Linked DNA regions of Mus musculus: region 1 is linked to region 2. A link is a contact called in public HiChIP or PLAC-seq data. All regions are on one chromosome and are shown on one strand. The core of a region is the stretch at or near the end of the contact, and the rest is flanking DNA. Distances in the headings are between cores, read along the strand shown. Region 1 holds the start of Hnf4a (hepatic nuclear factor 4, alpha). Region 2 holds the start of Gdap1l1 (ganglioside-induced differentiation-associated protein 1-like 1).

Evidence for each region. HiChIP or PLAC-seq counts read pairs in DNA pulled down with a chosen protein or histone mark.
Region 1: an HNF4G HiChIP or PLAC-seq map of pancreatic cancer cells shows a contact between it and region 2. The contact joins the promoter of Hnf4a here to the promoter of Gdap1l1 in region 2. A contact is called at or near these places in 10 of 39 promoter capture datasets (the 3T3-L1 cell line, 3T3-L1-derived adipocytes, cranial neural crest and 5 more), 2 of 115 datasets of contacts at active chromatin or transcription factors (embryonic stem cells and pancreatic cancer cells) and 3 of 9 other capture datasets (adipose tissue, liver and pancreatic islet).

The regions. Positions count from the first base shown.
Region 1 is chr2:163,543,251-163,549,174 of GRCm38.p6, forward strand. It overlaps Hnf4a (hepatic nuclear factor 4, alpha), which reads left to right and starts at 3,905. Exons shown (of 10, transcript NM_008261.3): 1 at 3,905-4,169. The coding sequence starts at 4,055.
Region 2 is chr2:163,434,195-163,440,064 of GRCm38.p6, forward strand. Gdap1l1 (ganglioside-induced differentiation-associated protein 1-like 1) reads left to right here and starts at 4,273. Exons shown (of 6, transcript NM_144891.2): 1 at 4,273-4,531. The coding sequence starts at 4,352.

The DNA of each region.
Region 1 (5,924 bases), core at 2,655-5,154, 110 kb after region 2:
TGAGGCAGAGGGAACTTGAGCCCAGGAACTCAAGGCCGGGTTGGGTAACACAGTAAATCCCATCTTGAATACATAACCCGATTTGAGCCTGCTGAGGTCAGAAATAATACTAGTATGATGTGTGTCCGTATGTTGTGATTTAGCTTATACGGCTGTGTGCCTATGTATGTGTAGGTTGAGCATGCATAAGTATGTGTATGTGTGCGTGGATCTGACATCTGTGCCCTCCCTCCTCTACCACATTCCGCTTTGCTTGTGGACAGGGCTTCTCACTGAACCTGGGGCTCACTGTTTGCTTAGGTTGAATGGTCTGTGAGCCCTGAGATCCCCTCCCTCCCCTCCCCCATCTCTGCCTCCTTTTACTGAGATTAGAAACAATATAAGCCATGCCAAGTTTTTCATGTGGGTGAGGAAGACTTGAACTCAGGTCCTTGGGCTTGTGTGGCAAGCACTCTACCCACTGAGCCATCTCCCCAGAACCCTTTTATTGTTTTTAAATTAAAAAAAAACTATTTATTATTTGTGGGTAGAAAGAGATAGAGAGGTGGGATGGGGTGGGCACAGCGATAGAGATGTAGATTGAGGGTGGGCATGATCTCGCTGAAGTCAGAGGACTATGCTTAGGGGTCGGTTCTCTCCTTCTGTGGGTTCAGGAACACTAGCTTCAAATTGCTTGTCCCAGACTCCAGGACCATTAGAGCGCACAAGTGTGACACCCGTAGGCCAAGGAGGGCTGCCGGGAGGGTACTGCTCGGAGTCAGCTGAAGGTGGAGGGAATTATGAATGAGACGGTTATGCAGTTTATGATCCATGAATGAGTAGGTTGCAGTGCGTGAGTCGTGACAGGGTGGGACACGGGTGTGGAGCCTGCAGCACTCCATGTGTGCCAGGGTTTGTGTACCTAGCAACTCTTCTCACCTGAGCTCTCTTTTCCTCTTGATAGCTCTGTCTATTCGTGATGTGTCCTGGCCAACCCTAGTTCATCACAGACTGTATTTAGTGGATTCTACATCATCATCCATAAAAAGACTCACTAGGTTGCTGCCCTAATAAACCTCTGACTGGCTAACGATCACACTCCGCTTAGAGAATGGTGGAACTGTGTCTTTTCCAGGGAGCAGGACAGATGTGCTAAATACTGTAGAGTGGCTGTGGGTGGCTTGTCACCTGCTGTCCCTTTCCACCCAATCCAGCCCTTTGCTAAGTGGAACCAGAATGGGCCTGAAAGGGTCCGAAGTCAACCTCAGACCTTTTAGGGATCTTAAGGTGTCAGTTGCAAGCTCCAATCTTTCCTCTCCCTTCTACCAAGAAACAAAGGATGAGCCTGGAATCTTTCCCCACCGTAATGAAAGTTGCCCAGAGAAGGAATGAGAACCACAAATCCACTTGAGGAGTGATAGAAATTGTGTTTAATCATGTGCGAGTGTCCATGACAGAAGCAGGGCACACCAGGTCTGACTTAGATCACCAAGCTTGCAAGGCAAATGCCATTCATTGCCTGTCGAGCCATCCTGCGGGCCCCAGAGAGTTTCTAAACTCACAGCACTCACCCCTGAGTCTAATATCTTTCTTTTCCATGATTGCCTTCCGCCATCTTGTCTCTAGGGACAGGATGGAAAGGACAGAATAAAGTACAGAAACAGGGCATCTGATGGTATCACTATGGTGTTAAGGCTCATCTACACATCCATTCACTCATTCACTCGCTCACTCACTCACTCACTCATTCAATCACTCATTCATTCACTCACTCATTCACTCACTCACTCATTCACTCACTCACTCACTCACTCATTCAATCACTCATTCATTCACTCACTCACTCACTCATTCACTCATTCAATCACTCATTCATTCACTCACTCACTCATTCATTCATTCACTCATTCACTCACTCATTCACTCACTCATTCATTCACTCATTCACCTTTTACATATTCATGAGTTTCAGTCATTCACTCAGTAATTCACCTGGTCTCCTAGTCACTGACTTTTCTGGTTCATTCTCTCATCCCAGAGCAGACTCTGTTTCTCAGTCTTGCCCTGTGTCGTTACCATGTCCTCTGAATTGCTCTTTCAACTAGCTGAGCAAGACAGGCCCTGAAGCTTCCTAAGGTCCTGCCCTCACAGTCGGCCTTCTGTGACTTCCTTTCTCCAGCTAGTGGGAGTCTCAAAAGTGTCAGCAGAGAACACAGAGGGGGACTACACAAAGGGACAGGTGCCCCAGGCCCAGAGTCAAGCCTTATAAAGGATGTAGACAGTGAAATGAACATTTAAAGAAAAAGGGTTTTAAAGGCTAAAAAAAGGTAGGGGTAGGATTGAGAGATGGCTCAGTGGTTAAGAGCACTGGCTGCTTTTTCAGAGGACCAGAGTTTAATTCCCAGCACCCACATGGCAGCTCACAACTGTCTGTAACTCCAATTCCAGGGGATCCAACACCCTCTTCTGGCCTCCATAGGCACCAGGTATGCATGTGGTGCACAGACATACATGCAGGCAAAACACTCATACAAATATTGTATTTTTTAAAAAAACCCTTTAAAAGAATGGAATGAATGTTGAGCCATGCAGAGAAAAGGGGGAAAAGGTGGATAGAAAGAAACGGAAAGCCGGGCGTGGTGGCGCATGGCTTTAATCCCAGCACTCGGGGAGGCAGAGGCAGGCGGATTTCTGAGTTCGAGGCCAGCCTGGTCTACAAAGTGAGTTCCAGGACAGCCAGGGCTATACAGAGAAACCCTGTCTCGAAAAACCAAAAAAAAAAAAAAAAAAAGAAAGAAAAGAAAAAGAAAGAAAGAAAGAAAGAAAGAAAGAAAGAAAGAAAGAAAGAAAGAAAGAAAGAAAGAGGGGGGAGGGAGGGAGGGAGGGAGGAAGGAAGGAAGGAAGGAAGGAAAGAAGGAAGGAAGGAAGGAAGGAAGGAAGTTAGTTTGGGCAAAAGGGAAGAGGGACCCTAAAATGAGAAGAGGAATTAGTTGGGCATGGTGGCACATTCCTGTTAGTTCCAGCTCTTGGAAGGCTGAGGCAGGAGTGTCAAGAATTTGAGCTCAACTTGGGCTCCATAGCAAGACAAAATGATGGTTTGGGGGTGAGGCGTTAGCCAACGCACCTTGACAGTTATTTTTAGATCTTATGTATTACCCAAACTACCCTTTCAGATTGCCCCATGCAGTCTAGGAGATGGAAACTGAGGCTTGGGAGGAGAATCATTTACTTAGTGTCACAGTTCTCATGGGGCAGGTGCCTGAGCGGAAGCCCAGGTCTATGGGCTGCAGCTCTTGTCTGTGCCTGTCCTGGGAGGGGTATGCACTGTGCAAGCATTCAGTGTTTTCAGGAAACCATCTATGGTTCAGCTGGAGCAACCAAGAGATATCCAACCGCTGGGTGAGTCCCAGCGGTTCCCAAAGCATGTGACAAACCAGAAGGGAACCAGAAGAATCCTCTTCAGCAAGATCCGAAAGACCCAAGTGTGGGCTTGGGTGTTAGGTTTCCAGTTCAAGCGACCCAGGACAGCTTTATCTCAAATTGAGGATAGAAGTCAATGATCTGGGACGTGATTGGCTTAGGGCTTCATAGTGGTAGGCTTGCCAGTGTCTAAACATGTCAGCTGGGTTGTCCACCTTGGTGAGACTTGGGGGCTGCTGAGGCAAGGGGTCCAACCAATGCCAGTCCTGTTGGGTGCCTGCCTTGGAAGATTGGTAAGTGACTATTAATGAGCGGGAGGTGGGGGGGGGGGCAACAGTTGTAATTAGCACCCCAGGTGTCAGTCAGAAACCAACAAACAGCCAAATCCTCGTGGCTCCACCCAGCCTACCCAGCAACGGGGGTGATTAACCATTAACTCCTACCCCTCCCCACAGAGCCTCCACCCTCTGCAGAGGCTAGGCCAGGACGCCAGGCTGAGTCTCCCAGAGGACAGTTTGAAAGAGAGGAAGGCAGAGAAGGGACCTGGGAGGAGGCAGGAGGAGGGCGGGGACGGGGGGGGCTGGGGCTCAGCCCAGGGGCTTGGGTGGCATCCTGGGCCGGGCAGGACAGGGGGCTAAGGCGTGGGTAGGGGAGAATGCGACTCTCTAAAACCCTTGCCGGCATGGATATGGCCGACTACAGCGCTGCCCTGGACCCAGCCTACACCACCCTGGAGTTTGAAAATGTGCAGGTGTTGACCATGGGCAATGGTAGGTGGGGGCAGTTGGACTGAGGTATGGAGCGGGTCTTTGGCACTAGACTTTGGGATGGGAGGGAAAATGCAGAAAATTGTAGGTTGGTCCTATAGGCTCGTACAGGTGTTGCCAGGCGAAGCAAATGGGCCTTCGTCGTACTGTGGCCAGAGGCATTCTGGGTGACCGAGGCCTGCCGAGGTGGATTTCCAACAGAAAAATTCCCCAGACCCTCCCTACTTAGGCCCCCGGGGGTCTTAGGCTGTCCCGATTACCATGTTAAGGAAATGGGGCCGTGATAGTGAGCTTCCTCCGGGTGGCTGCAGAAATCAATCCTGTCCAACATGGCCCTATCTTCGGGCCCCTGGGCCCTTTTACGTGCAAGCTACAAAAGGTCTGTCTTGTCTCTAGTGATTGTGACAGGAGGCACGGCTGCGTTTCAGACTTTGGGAAACTGGAGTTCAGGAGAAAAGTAGAATTTCTGGGCTTCCTGTCTAAAAGGCCAACATAGCGGTGTGCGTTTACACGTACGGTCCTAGGTGTCCTTGTAAGAGTATGAGAGGCACGGCAAATGCAATACAGCTGCGTGCCTTTTCCCCTTTTTGAGTTTGTGTCCCAGCTTCATCTGTATGCGTCGAATGGTCTGTAGTTCTGTCTCCAGGATCTTTTGGTTTTTGGTTTTTGGTTTGGTTTTGGTTTTGTTTGTTTGGTTGGTTTGGTTTGAATACATATTTGTATGTATAGTGTCTGTAAATGTGGATGACAGATCTAACATACTTGTAAATGTGGCCATACCCTGTGCTTTCTGCCTGGTGGCCCTGCATGGCATTTTGCTTTTGATATGTGCATATAGCCCCTGTGATACTGGGCACCACTCTCTGGTATACAAGATTGTGTAGTGTCAATTTGGTAGGACTCTTTTTGTTTGGTTGGTTGTTTTATTTTTTTGAGAGAGGGTCTCTACGTAGCTCTAGCTGTCCTGAAACTCACTACATAGACCAGGCTATTCTCAAACTCACAAGAGTGCCACCTGCCTCTGCTTCCCAAATGCCAAGTTTAAAGGCATGCACCCACTAGACCCAGCCTGGTTTTGTTTGTTTGTTTGTTTGTTTGTTTTTGGTTTTGGTTTTTGATACAGGGCATATGTGTTCCTGAGCTGGCTTGAAACTTAGAACATACTCCCAGGCCAGCCTGGAACTTGAGGTCCTTTGATCCAGCCTTCTAAAGCACCAGGGTTATGTTGTGAGAGTCTTCTTCACTGTGACTCTCTACCAAAACTTGGCATTCGTGGCAGCAGCTTGTGTGTTTTGTGTCTCTGTTGTCCCTGTGTCACCATCCTTCAAACACCTGCTCCAATATCACCGAGTATGTGTCTGTGGGGTGGTGGGTGTTTCCTTTGCCAGAGGGTTGAGAAGGCAGGTGTCCTGGGAAGCTTCTGGAAGGGACGGGACCAGGTTCAAGGCTAGCACTGGAGAGAGAGATGGCACTTGGCTGAGGCTGGCCTGCCACCACCCTCCCTCCATGATGCTTCCTCTTCCTTTCAGAATTCAAAGCTTAGGTCTGGAAAGCTGTGTGCGCTCTCAATCTAGCTAGAAGGAGGAGGCAGCGTGTGGGCTCTGTCCATGGTCAGTCCCCCTGCCCCCTCCCCCCTCCCCCGATGCTTGCCCCTAGTATCTCTTGCCAAGTACCATGTGACCTTGGGTACACTACCTCCTTCTTTGTCTCTTGTGCAGTATGGAAATGGGTTTCTTTACCCCAGCTTCGTTGGACAGG
Region 2 (5,870 bases), core at 3,023-5,522:
ACAGGTGTTGGGGGAGGGGGAGACAGCTCTAGTTGTGAGACCTAATACTGTCTTTCCAGTAAGAGCTTGTTTGCCTGTCTTAGAGAAGAACCTAAGTGTGGCTGACCTCTGACCTCTGGTTTGGATCCAGCTGGTTCAGATAAGCCTGAGTCCGGAACTAACCAATGATTTCAAAGATGATGAGTCCAGATGCAGACACCTTCAGACACCTTTTGCTAGATCCTGCCAAATGTGTTTCCTAGAAGACTCGGTTCATTCCCGGTATCTTATCTGGGATAAGTTTGGGATTCAGATTTCATGGGACTCTAAGAACACAGGATTGTCCTGCATATGACGTGCCATTTCTAGACAGGCCATGGCAGCTCCTCACAATTAGCAGCAGTCTCCATGGAGAGTAGAGTAAACAGGGTTATGCTGGCTAATACTGTCAGGCTGACAGGATGTGGAGTCACCTAGGAGGCCAGCCTCCCAGCATGCCATGAGGGATCGCTTCAAGTTCAAGACCAGCTTGGTCTATATAGTGAATTCCAGGACATTTAGGGACACCCAGTGAGACCCTATCCCCAAAACAAATAAAAGATTTAGGGCGAATAAGGAGAAGGTACATGCTGTTTATATGTGTCCCCCACCCCCACCCCACCAGATAAGCACGGGGTCTTCCTCTGTTTGCTCCTCCCTGGTGTCCCTTAAGCCCTCATTTGTCCTTGTAACAGCACTTGCCACACTGTGCTATGATGGTCAAGGTCCCCACAGAAACAGCTCACTGAGAAAGAAACTGAAGTGCTCTTAGACATCAAGAGCTAGGAAAGCAGAGTGCTGGAGAGGGCATGATGGACTTGCCATGAGAAGATGGCGCCACCCATGACCAAGCCTGGCCTGGTTAATAGTGAGGCACTGTGACTGTAATGGGAGAGAAAGTGGAACCTATAGCTGTAAATGGATTTTAATAAACTATTAATTATTAATTATTACCCAGTTAGCCTCCCAATAACTGAGTCTTATGAATTATTCAATTAGCTCTTGCACAATTACTGGGGGGGGGGGGTCATCCCTAATCTATGTTTCTAGTCACTAGACTGTTAATTCCCAGCTGTGTTCCTCAAATGAATCTCACCTGCTCCAGCAATCTGGCCTGGGGGTGGCGGTGGGACATTTTATTAGGGCCGTGTTCCTGATCTGTCATATCTAATGGAGACCCTCATTCTCTCCATCTTCCTCCTTCTTGGTTCTTCTTTCTCCTTTTTCTCCTTAGTCTAACCTAGAACTTCCAGTCAGGGTGGCTCGCTGAGGTACCTAAGTGCTTTAGAACATTTGCAAGGACATGAGTTCAATTCCCAGCAATCATCTATAACTCTAGTTCCCAGGGGATCTGACACCCTCTTCTGGCCCTTAGACACATAAAAATCAATCTTAAAAATAGCAATGAAAAAGGCAAATTAACTCTCTCATACTAAAGTATTTCATTTGAGAAATATGATTCTGATAATTTACTCCAAGTTCTCCAGCCTTCAGTTAAACAAGAATGGAAGAGGGACAATGTTTTAATAACAATTGTGTCTAGTGATGGATATATGAATGTCCAATGAACTTTTTTCTTTCCTTCCTTCCTTCCTTCCTTTTCCTTTCTTCTTTTCTCTTTCTTTTCCTTCCTTCCTTCCTTCCTTCCTTCCTCCCTCCCTCCCTTTCTCTCCCTCCCTCCCTCCCTCCCTCCCTCCCTCCCTTCCTTCCTTTCTTCCTCCCTCTCTCTCTTCCTTCCTTTTTCTCTTTTTTTTTTTGTATGTTTGAAAATTGAAAACAAACAAGCAAAGAAAAATGCTAGAATTACATCTTTTGCCTCACTTGAGAAAACACCTCCATGAGATCAGGCTGTAGAGCATTTTCTTAGTGATTGATGGGGGTTGGGGCAGCCCACTGTGTGTGTAGCAGGGTTGCACCTCTGGACTGACTTTCCTGTTATCAATAGGAAATTAGGCTGAGAAGCCATAGAGAGAAAGCCACTAAGCATCACTCTTCCATGGCCTCTGCTTGCATCAGCTCCTGCCTCCATATTCCTGCCTGGTTTGAAGTTCTGCCCTCAGTGAACTACAATTCATGATATGTAATTGTTTTTATGTTTCAAGACAGGATTTCTCTGTGTAGCCCTGACTGTCCTGGAACTCACTCTATAAACCATGCTGGCCTCAAACTCAGAGATCTGACTGCCTCTGCCTCCCAAGTGCTGAGATTAAAGGCGTGTGTCATCACTGCCTGGCCGAGATATATAATCTTAATAAACCCTTTCTTCTCCAAGTTACTTTTAGTCTTGGCATTTCATCATAGCAATAGAAACCCTCACCAAACCAAGTGGTATTTCCTAGAATGATTAACCGAAGGAGAAAGACCACCCCCTCCCTACTATGGACACCACCTATGCCTATTGATAGCCCAGTATAAAAAGATCTAAAGAAAAAGAAGGGCTGCTTTTTGCCTGCCTGCCTTTGTGCCCTGCTGGAGAGTGCATGTACTTGGCTGCTGCTTCTGCCGCCATCGCCATCATCCTTCACTGGGACAGAACCCAGCTTCTTTGGCCTTCCAATCCAAAGACTAGTAGCTCCCTAGGCCTGCAGAGCCCTGTTAGAAGTGCTGAAACTTCACCCCCACAGACTAAGCAGCTTCTGAGCTCCCAGGTTCTCCAGCATGCAGACAGCTGCTACAGGACCATTCAGCCTGGTTCGTGGAAAGCGATCTAATAAAAAACCTGGGGAGACCAATTAAACAATGAGACTCAGAAAAAAATGCAGCTCCAGGCTCCTGGCAGCCATGGCATAAAGGAAAGAAAAAGTTCCACAGAAGTTCGCTTACTTTAGTAGAAGAAAAAAATAAATAAATAAAAATAAAAATAAAAATAAAAATAAAAATAAAAAAAAGACCAGCCACGTCTTCAACACTGTCTGTGAGGTGAAGTGTCCAGGACTCCGAAACAGCAAACAGTGAGGCCTGCTCTCCCAGTTACACTAACTCATAAGAGCAGGGTTCGACAAACGGGCTCACGAGACAGGGGTTCTTAGTAAAATTGGCCTACATAAGTACATTCTGTGACGTTTGCAGACATTGCCCAAGGATATATTTCTTATAACTTCTCCCACTCTTTAGGGGCCAGCAACTGTATTTTTCAACTACTATCTCGGGGTCCACTTCTCAAAGGTAAATTATGACATTAATAACATTCATATTCTGGGACTGAAGAGGTGGCTCAGCTATTAAGAACACTGGCTGTTCTTCCAGAGGACTGGTGTTCAAATCCACATGGTGTCTAACAACTGTAACTCCAATTCCAGGGGATCTGACACCTCTTCTGGCCTCCGAGGGCACTAGACATGCATCTGGCACCCAGACATATTCATGCAGACAAAAACACCCATACACATACAAATAAATAAATATCTAATAAAATATTTTCCAGGGGAAGCATGGGTATGCTTAGGTAACCTTACCTAAGTTCCAAAGAACATTTAAAATCTCCTACAGGAGAGGCACAAGGGCTGTCTACAGACTCCTACCTGGCTACATATCCTAGGGTAATGGTGTCACCTAGGATCCCACCAATGGTACCCCTCCTCACCTGGGAAAGTCATGTCTACATAGCTAAGACACATGATTCCTTTAAAGAGCTTGAGTTGCTGCTTGCAGGACTGCTGAATCACGAGCCAGTCCCGTCCTGTATGAAGCCAGCCTTGAGTTTGAATCTCAGCTCCACCAGTTAGCAGCTCTATGACCTTGAGCAAGGTCACTTCTCCTCTGAGCCTCCCTTTCTTCCTCTGTAAATCAGGCCAAAGGGGTAGACCGCTGGAAAGCCCTTAGTGCCTGTGCCTGGGCAGAGAGAAAGTGCCGATGTGGTTAACAAATTACAATTCATCCCCTTCTGCTGTTGGAAACCCTTTAGGAAGGGGAACATCAGAAAATGGAGTTTCAAATAAAGCTATCTCCAGACACTACTTGTGAAAAAGGGTTAACAGACCTCTATACTGCCATTTATCTAAACTAAGAAGTGTTTCCGCAAGATTGAGAGGCACAAATGCGTAATTATGGTGAAGTCTTTGGCAGGTGACTGACCAACTGTGAGCGCTCTGGGGGGCTTGGCCCGGGTTTCTGCAACCTTCCCTCCCTAGGGCCCTCAGGGAGGACCTCCAGCTGGGAGGAGGAGGAAAGAGCCCCGGGATCCCCTTGCCCCTCCTCCTGCACCCAGTGAGTAATGACATCGCGGGGAGGGGGAGGAGGAAGAGGGGCAGGCTCGAAGAGGCCATGTGATGCTGGGCGCCAGCGAGCCGCTGCCGAGCCGCCTCCTTCCTCCTTCCTCGGATCGCGGGCTGTCATGGCGACCCCCAACAACCTGACCCCCACCAACTGCAGCTGGTGGCCCATCTCGGCACTGGAGAGCGATGCAGCCAAGCCGGTGGAGACCCCCGACGCGCCCGAGGCATCCAGCCCCGCCCATTGGCCCAAGGAGAGCCTGGTTCTGTACCACTGGACCCAGTCCTTCAGCTCGCAGAAGGTAGAGCGGGCGCGGGGTGCGGACAGGCGACTGGGAGGGGACCGGAGAGAGAGGCAGGTAGCACCGGGGGTCCCCGGAGGGAACTGTCCTGAGGGGCCGCAGAGCCCTGCCCCAATGCCAGGAGCATCTCCTTAGGCCTCGTTTCCTCCTGGGGACACCTGAACAGAGAGACAAAGGCCGGGGACAGACCTGCCCTGCCGGCAAGCGGCCTGATGGGGCTGAGCAGAGGAAGCCTCACTTTAGGCCAGCTTTCATCCCATCCACTGTTCCAGACACTCTCGGGCCACAGCTCTGAGGCCCTCGTTCTAGCAGGGGTCTTCTTCAGTCAGGGACTTAGGAAGTCTTTCCTCCCGCCGTCACCCTTTCTCAAGAGCTGAGAAGGAAGGAGTTAACCCATCCCCTCAGAGCAGCTGGCTTGCCCATCAGATTTGTTTTGCTCTTAAAGGCACAGACCGGCTTTGGCTCCTTAGACCACTTAGAACACTCCCCTCCTTTCTAGGGTAGGGGCAGTTGAAAGTACACCTTAGTACTGTCACCGGGGTTTCCGCTTTGTAGGAGTGAGATTAGGCTCTGCGCCCAATACCTGGTGGTTCTAAGGGACTCAGTCTCCCACCCTGCCTGGGTAGCAGTCCTGTCTGTAGCCAGTGGGTTCAGCACCATGGCCAGAGCCCAGAACTCGTTCTAAGGCATAGCTGTTTGTTACCTGACTACCCCAGCTCCCCACCGCCCTGTCCCATGCCTTCATTTTACACATGGGGGCCGGCAAGTATTGCTGAAGATAAATGCTTGGGAAAACAAAGACTTGGATTTGTGTTTTGGTCCAGGTTAAGTTTTATAACCTGAAAAATGGGATAGTGATAGAGGTAATAATAGCCACCAGGAACTTGAACCCCTCAGTAGAGTTTCTGGAGGGGCTGTTTAAGGGGTGACACAACAGTACTCCAGGCTGGCTCTACTCACACCCCACTGTGCCTTGAAATCACTTCATGATCCTGGCTAAGACACAGCCTGCCAGAATCTGCCCCAGATGGCTGTTAGTCTAGAGGCCCACCTAGGTGATACTGAGAAAGTTGGGCTACCTATCACTCTTTGGTCTCCCAATTTAGAGTCCTTGAGTCTGAGATTAGCCAGGGAGAGCCCAGTGGGAGAACCATCTTCTTCGCTGGCCCACTATGAAGCTTTGGATGCCTCGGTTTACCTCTCCAAAGGCTAAGCGCTCTGATCTGTAAAGTGGAATAAACATTGTCACTTCTGCAGGGGAGCTACCGTGAGGATGATGTGAAATTGTGTAGAGAGAGTGTTGCTGTTGATGCCTGGTAAGGGATGGAGGGTCTGTTGA